2 separate regions of the Mus musculus genome follow, and region 1 is linked to region 2. A link is a contact called in public HiChIP or PLAC-seq data. All regions are on one chromosome and are shown on one strand. The core of a region is the stretch at or near the end of the contact, and the rest is flanking DNA. Distances in the headings are between cores, read along the strand shown.

Evidence for each region. HiChIP or PLAC-seq counts read pairs in DNA pulled down with a chosen protein or histone mark.
Region 1: an H3K27ac HiChIP or PLAC-seq map of microglia shows a contact between it and region 2, with 4 times the contacts expected there. The contact joins the enhancer-like site here to the promoter of Epb41l2 in region 2. A contact is called at or near these places in 8 of 39 promoter capture datasets (the 3T3-L1 cell line, the C10 cell line, the HPC-7 cell line and 3 more), 8 of 484 Hi-C or Micro-C datasets (cerebral cortex, cochlea, conventional dendritic cells and 5 more), 13 of 115 datasets of contacts at active chromatin or transcription factors (the NIH/3T3 cell line, bone marrow-derived macrophages, cardiomyocytes and 9 more) and 2 of 9 other capture datasets (adipose tissue and liver).

The regions. Positions count from the first base shown.
Region 1 is chr10:25,462,819-25,467,230 of GRCm38.p6, reverse strand. All of the region lies in intron 4 of Epb41l2 (erythrocyte membrane protein band 4.1 like 2), which reads right to left. Among named protein-coding and RNA genes, the nearest start is that of Smlr1, 71 kb to the left of the region's middle. Within about 2 kb of position 2,555, at least 12 of the 459 cell types and tissues checked have an H3K27ac peak or open chromatin away from gene starts, as enhancers often do. A contact at or near this core is called in bone marrow-derived macrophages and microglia, where this site is marked.
Region 2 is chr10:25,357,315-25,361,189 of GRCm38.p6, reverse strand. Epb41l2 (erythrocyte membrane protein band 4.1 like 2) reads right to left here and starts at 1,392. Exons shown (of 20, transcript NM_001199265.1): 1 at 1,209-1,392.

The sequences.
Region 1 (4,412 bases), core at 1,306-3,805, 100 kb before region 2:
TGAAAAACAACACATTGATTCAAACAACTGACTTTATATATAGCAAGAAAGTCTGATGTTAAGTCTCCCACCCAATGTATTACAACCCCTGTATTTAAACACAATCTTATTCCCACGAAGAGAGAACAAAATGTTTGTTGTGACACAACTGCTGTCAATCTACTGAACTTTAACAGCACATGACCCACCATTAAAAAGTAATGACAGCAGCATCTTTTCAAAGTAGTCCTCAGATTTTACTATACCATGAACTCTGGCAGCAAGAATCCAGACCATAATCAACAAGGTATATGTGTCTCTGCCCTAACACTGGTGACAGATAGTCAACGCTCTCATTAATGAGCCACCAGAGCATGGTCCACTATTACTGATGTTCCAGCTGCATGGGGCACTGATGTGAGGGACCAGTGAGACCCCATAATGGAACCTCGAGTGCTGTGTTAGGAAACAGCTCTATTTTTTCACTAAAAAAAAAAAAAAGTAGCATTCAGTTTCCTTACCCTGCAGCTGCTGTCCTACACACAGCTGGCCACAAATGGGTAACTATGATAAGAACACAAGAACAAGAAAAGCACATCGTTCAGCTTTTAATCAGGCTGCACTGAGGCTAGGCAGAGGGGAAAGAGGGTTAAATGTGTGGCACTGAAACCAAGAGAGTAATGATCACAAAGGGAAGGGACTCAGGGACAACTGGTACAAACCTCAGTGACAAGACCCCTTCTATCCCTGACACAGAAATACTGCTCGTCTCACAGACAGACCTCCCAGATCCCAGTTTCCTTAAGGATAAGCTGACACAGATGCCTGCCAGAGAGAAGCAAATGGTTTCTGTGTTCCAGGGAAGAACAATGGAACCCGCACATGGGCCCGAGGTCCCAGCTACCACACTTTCTATCCTCAGGACCAACTCTCCCAATTACCTGATAACAGGGAGGGACTAAGGGGTCTAAAGATCTAAATATTCACGAGTGACAAGTTGGCAAGTTAAATTGAGACTGTCACCCTTAGGCCACTTGTCACAACACTGACTGCCTGTCAGACACACTGAAGGCTGCTGTGGCATCTTGTATTGTATGGCTCTGTTCTGGGTTGCTTTCCTGTGCCTACGAGAAACACTGACAAAAGCAACCTGGGGGAGGGAAGTGTTTCTAGGCGTTACACTTGTAAGTCACCTGCCATCACTGTGGGTTAGAGCAAGAACTCAACCAAGACCCGAAGCAGAAACCAGAGAGCAATGCAGCCTAGGCCATGCCCTTCTGCCTCTCTCACTGCTTCATTCTCAGTGAGGTTTCTTAAATAGCTCACACCTACCTGCCTATGGATGGAGCTGCCCAGAATAGGTTTGGGCCTTCCTTCATCTACCATCAATCAAGATGATCTCTAACAAACATGGCCATGGGCTAACTAGATCTGGGCAATTCAATCGAGGTTCCGCCTTCCCAGGGGACTCTAGGTTGTATCAAACTGACAACAGAAACTATCCAGTACAGGATCCTTACCCAGAGATACCAGAGGCTGTGTCTACATGACAGGACTGAGCAGCAGAAACCACTGTTTCCTACCACACTGGCTTCCACTATGTAAGCTCCATTCCTCCCATGGAGGCAGGAGGTCTTGTCCACTCTCTGAGAGTACAGTTGTACACAGGCATGGATAGACTGTATCCATGCTCTCTAGGGTGCTTGGCATTTTTAGGGAACCTAACATTAAATATTAAAATCCAATACGTGTTGAGTGTTATCTGTCCATTTCTGCTTCCTCCTCCCCTGCAGTCTTCTTAAATGACTACACATTATTTTATTAAATTTACTTTTATTGAATAGTTATCTTTGAGTATGTAGGTTATGGTTGGTATATAATTTCTTGACTAGTGTTATAAATAATCAAGCAAAAGTTTAAAATATTTAATGTAACATTATAGAGGAACTTAAGTATATTCGTTGGATTACCAATTACACAAAACCAAGCATAAACTATTTGTGCTGCTCTGTTCTGACTCCTCTATAGTCAGGTTGCTCTTGGAACTCCTGACCCTCCACCTCACTTTTCCAAGTGCTAGGAAATTGTATATATATATATATATACTACCATACTTCACAAACAAAAAAATAAAATGGAAATTAACTTCTCTGGGTTGACACTTAAAGAAAAAAATGAATAAAGCATTAGACACATAAGAAATGAAAACCAGCATCAGTGAATAAAGAAGATGTTGAGATTAAAGATGGTGGTGAGTGGACACATAAGTACACACGTGTGAGCACACACAGCAGCCCCTCAGGGAATACTAGGATGTTCCTTACTATGGTAAAGAACTGGCTACTGTAACCACAAATACAGACTTTGGGCTTAGAAATATATGGAGTCAAACTACCACTTACTTCCCACCAGTTCTATGACTTCATTACATTTTTCACCCCGACTAAGCCTCAATTTCCTCAACAGCAAAATAGAATTCACAACATCTACCCAACTGAAGTGACCATCTTCCACCCTGGAGTCGCCCACTACTCTTCAGGCTGGATCTTAGGATTTCAGAGTTTGAACTGCTCACCCCCAGCAAAAGTGTGCCCATGTCTTCTTTGTTTTGGAGAGTCTCAGATTGGCTATGAGAATTTAACAAATTCACCCAAGTTCTCGTGTGTTAGGCAAATGCTGAAAGGATGAGAGTAGTCTTGTCTTAACCCTCCCCTTCCACAAGAACACGCACTGTTTCACCAGCTCCCTTCACTATGAACTGAACCACATGACACCAACACAAGAGGGAAGTTCCAGGTTTTCTGCATCACAGTGAAACTTATAGCCCATCTGGAGAACAGAAAATAATAAAGTTTAAATGAACTACACGTAGGATCTTGCTAAAGTTAATTACTATGCGCCTTTAGTTCTGCTTCTGGGGAGGATGGGTGGCTAGTAGTCAACTCCTTTAAACTTCAGAAAGACAGCATGGATATCAACTATACTTCTAAAAAGCACCTCTTATAGTACTGCTTATAGGAAACTGACTTATATAATGTCTGAGTCGAGTCAAATGTTAGACTCTGTTAACAACAAAAATTCAAGACTTTCCTCTTGAAGAGTCCAATATCTTTAATGATGAATTCATTTATTAATGAACACCAAAACTATATCAACTTACAATTCTGTATCAAAGAAAAGCATGTTGCTTTAGTCTATAAACTTTTAACATTTTCTATAGCACAGTTTACATGAGACTTTAACAGATGGTGAAAAGTTTGACACTAACTTACATTTTTATAATCACAATAAACTGAAATGCTTCCAACTCCGTGTCACAACTAAGAGACACAATGCTATACTAAAACCAAGATAGCACACATTTTCCCACATGACAAATTGCTACACAAAATACTTATAGCTCTGTCTAAATCCCACTTTACAAGAGGCTGAAGTAAGTACCCACGGCTTCTTTAAATGCATAGTATTTAGTGTGGGGAAGCAGCACAGCCAGGAGTCTGACACGGTGGTAAAGCCTGGGTCTGGCATACACACAACACAGGGACACACCCCATCTCCTACAGTGGGAACCTCAAGAACTTCAAAGAAGGACTGTGAAGCTAACTTTGACAGTAACAATTTTCTGGGGAAAAAAAAAAAGGAAGACTGTACACATCTATATTGAGAAGAATGAAAGTTGTTTTGCCTAAATGTATTTGAGACCTGGATTTTGCCTATACATATTTTTATATATAAACACATTGTATCTAAAAATGAGCATTATAGTCACATAATTATGTAACTTAACACATTCAAACTATATTTGAGTACTCACTTTCTGAAAAGTAAGTCTCCCAGAGGACACAGATGCAAAGTGTAAGTACTAAAGTGCCCATCCCACTTTACCATCATGTTATGTGACATGTAAGAAACACTGACCACAAAGTTAGGTAAGGAATGCTTGGCTCCTCTTCAGCAAGTGGCATCTTTCTGTCACTGAGAACATCAGCCTTACACTGTCTTTGAGGAGATGCAGATTTACCCACCTCTGAGCTATACTCCCAGCTCCCTTCTGATCTTATCATCTTAAGCCAAACCCTGGGTCTCCTCATCACACAACTCCCCACCTCCTTACACTTCAGCATCCTGTTTCTAGATACAACCAGGGTAATGAGGCGAAAAGCAACACACAAATAAGGTTTGTATTAATACTAATATGCTGATGACAGAAGAAACTGCTAAGTCACCTCCTTGGGCTGGGGAGAGGATGGTAGAAGGCAGGCCGTGGATGAGGGAAGCATTTCTCACTCTTTAGGAAAGGCAGGCATTGAGATACTAAGAGAAAGAAGCTGCCACTGAGGCATAGTATGCATGAGCAGATAGATACACCCGCCAGGCTTCCTTGGCAAGCAGAATCCGTCACACACTCACTATCAGCTTCTGTGAGATGGTGC
Region 2 (3,875 bases), core at 143-2,642:
GACAGGGTAGACTAAAATGTTGCTAATGCAGCGTGATAAGGCAATGAAGAATACAGAGATAATGAACTCCCAGAAAGAAAGAAAGAAAGAAAGAAAGAAAGAAAGAAAGAAAGAAAGAAAGAAAGAAAGAAAGAGAGAGAGAGAGAGAGAGAGAGAGAGAAGAAAAGAAAAGAAAAGAAGAAAGACAGACAGGAAGGACTGAAGAAAAATGAGTGGAGAAAACTGAGACCGTTTTTGTTTTGTTTTGTAGCTAATCACAGAAACAAGAACATACTGCCCTGCACACCCCACATTTCACATGCAACAAAGTTCAAGAAACAGAGAGAATCTTGATTCCCAAAGGAGGAAATGTAAGTACAACTCCCCTAGATGCCACCGTGCCTACCACTCTCCCAGGAACCTTAAAAATCAGGGACAGCTGTTCAGGTGACAGATTTTCTGAAGGGCTTCCTCATTTTGTAAGGAAGCTCCACGGAGACCACTCCCCAAAATAAGACACCGGGGGAAGAGGGCGCTCTTCTAACTTCACCCCAAATAAATAAATAAAACTTGGCCCCGCCTGAGGCTGGCGTCTGGGGACATTTAATGACTAACGTCCACCGCAGACGTCTGGGGTTGAGGATGGGGGATCCCGAGATGCCAACCTCAACGCCACCGACTCGGTTATTTCCTCCTCGTAGCCCCTGACCTGCAGCTCACCTAAACTGCTCCCACCCCTCAGCTGCCAGCGCCGAGAAAAAGAAGCCATCGGGGGCGGATGGCCTGGTGTCCGAGCTGGAAGGCTCGCCGCAGAAAACGTGCGAGGGTGTCTGTCCTCAGCTCCAGACCGCACAGTGGGCGGCGGGGACAGAGGGTCGCCCGCGTTGGCCCGACCTGCGGCGCGCGTGGGGCTGGGTGGCTGGCGGGGCGCGCTCCCTCCCCGACTCCCGCAGAGCCCACGCGCGCCGCGGGCCCGCGTCTGGCGACCCTCGGGAGAGAGGGCGCGGCGAGCCCCCGGCACCCAGGATGGAGCCGCACGCCTCGGCAGGGCCGGGGCGCGAGAGCCCGGGGACGCCGCCGCGGTCCCCGCCCGGGAAGGAGAGAGACGGGCCCGCGGCCGCCCCCTCCCCCGCCCGGGATGGCCGTCCGGGCTTCCTGCCGGGGTCCGCTTCCCGCCTGCAGCGTGTCAGGACCCCGCCCGCCACTCCGCAGCCCGCTCGCCTCCTTACCCGGACACCGCCCCTCTCGAGCTTGCTCGCCCCGGGAACGCGTCCCGTTCCAGCCTCGGACGCCGCCGGCCCTCCGCACCCGCCGCCTCCACCCTCCTCTGGGTTTCAAATTGAAATTCCCTGACTGGGGCCGTCAGAGAACTCTCCGCGCAAGCCCCGCCCCCTCCTGGCGGAAGCCCCGCCCTCGTCCCCCGCCCGGCACGCCCCGGGCGCGGAAACCCCCGCGGGCAGGCCACGCCCCACGGCCAAAGCCACGCCCCCGGCGCCTGCTGGCGTGGGAGGGGGGCCTTCCCGAGGGGTTCGCGCGGCTCTCGGGCCCAGTGCCCCGCCGCAGGGGTGCGTTTCGCCCTCGGAGCGACCCTGGAGATAATGACAGCCAGTGCACGTGTGCGAGGCGTTCTTTCTGAGTATCTTGGCCTTAAATGCCCTCTCAACTTCGAAAAGTTCTTTCTTCGGAGTGCTTTCACTAACCAAACCTTCACTGGATGCCTTTTTCGTGGTAGACGGTAGAGCAGGTCCAGGAAACCGAATAAGGAAAGCCGGGTCCCCCCTCAGTCTGCAGTGAAAGAAGTGCTTTCACAGGATAGGCTTGAAAAGAATCCATTTATTCTTCCTGTGGGAGAGGCAGGAGAGATTGGGTAAACCCTGTGGAGGAGAGGCGCTTTGATGCTCAGCCTTACTAGTCAGGATATCTCCCGGCAGAGAATTGAGAACCTAGCTTGCAAAGTATAATGGGGATAAGGCAGTGACAAAAAATTAAAATAAAAAAATACACACACGTGATATGTATATATTATATATATGAATGATATAGATAGATAGATAGATAGTGGTAAGTTTTACACATTAGTACAATTAGACCTCAATCTCTTCTACTTATTTCATCTTTTCTGAGCATTGCATGTCAAGCTGTCAGAGTGGCAGCCCACTGCCTCCAGCATCTTCAACCCCACCCTGTGTTCTTCTAGTCATTTGCTTCCTCCCACCTCTAATAAAATCTTTAATGATTCACCTCTGCCAATTTCCTTCCTAAACATTGTAAAATTAGCAAGATCAAATTAACCATCAGTAGCAATGCCTTGCGTGTGGATACTTCCCAGGTAATGGCACACATGCAGGTGTTTTATCAGCTGGTTCCTCGCTATGAAAAGGGTACCTACATCAAAAAGAAAAGAGTTGGGGAAATAAATTACTTGCTAGAATCATCCTTGTAAATAATAAAATTATTGCTATAATAGCATTTGTTGTGTGTCAGGAACTTGAGTTGACTTAGTTGACTTCAGTCCCAGACGCTAAGAACACAAGGAGAGTTTGATAAGCTGTTTAATGAATACTGGAATCCTGATTACATACATTTCTAGCATAAAGAAGGCTTGGAATAATTGGTGTTGCTTTTCTGTTGCTATGAGGAAATGCCTGAAACAGATAACTTTGAAGAGATTTCCTCATGGCGCCATAGGCTTCTGTCCTTGGTCACCCAGTCCTTTACTTTGAATGGGTGGCAAGGTATCACGGCAGGGACCACATTGAGCAAACTACCTCATGGAATCTGAGAAGCAAGAATTGAGAGACTGAGGTCCTAATATACCTTCCACTGACATATACCCAGTGACCTAACCTCCTCCAACTAGGTCTCACATGCAAAAGTTCCCACCTCCCCACAGTATCATTAACTGGGGACCAAGCCTTTCAACCCAAGACCTTCAGGGAAATAATTAAGACCTGGTCCACAGAGGCAGCTCCCATAAACCAAACTTCAAGATCCAGTACTTTCCAAGACATTGAAATTAAATATCTGTAATTTGGATTCCATACTAAGAATAAGACATATTTCATTTTTGTTTGAGACAGATGTTCACCATGTTGATCATGTACTGGCTGGTTTGGTGTGTCAACTTGACTCAAGCTGGAATTACCACAGAGAAAGGAGCCTCCCTCGAGGAAATGCCTCCATGAGACCCAGCTGTAAGGCATTTTTTCAATTAGTGATCAAGGGGGAGGGCTTATTGTGGGTGGCGTCATCCCTGGGCTGGTAGTCCTGGGTTCTATAAGAAGGCAGGCTGAGCAAGCCAATAACATCCCTCCATGGCCTCTGCATCAGCTCCTGCTTCCTGACCTGCTTGAGTTCCAGTCTTGACTTCCTTGGTGATGAACAGCAGTATGGAAGTGTAAACTGAATAAACCCTTTCCTCCCCAACTTGCTTCTTGGTCATTATGCTTGTGCAGGAATAGAAACCCTGACTAAGACAACCACACTTGCCTAGAGTTCCTGGGCTCAAGTGATATTCCTACCACATGTAGCTAAGACTACAGTGCAGGTTCATACCACAGTGTTGAACCTGAGTTCAATACGTAAGTTTGGGGCCCATAAAACCTTGATCCACATAGTCCCAAAGGTGGCTTGATGAGGACCTGAAATCAGAAGCCAACATCCAGGTAGCAGCCAGGTATAGTACTGCAGGTGCTTATAACCCTAGCACTTTGGGGTCAACATTAAGGGATGAGTGAAGCTTGCAGACAAGTAGCCTAGGCCAAAACACAAAAGGACTAAGTTCAGAGGGAAAGCCTGCCTCAAAAGGAAGAAGACCAAAGATGATAGGACAATTGACACTCTTCTTGGGGTTTCAAATACAGATGAATGATTTTTAAAATACCAATGCAAACTTG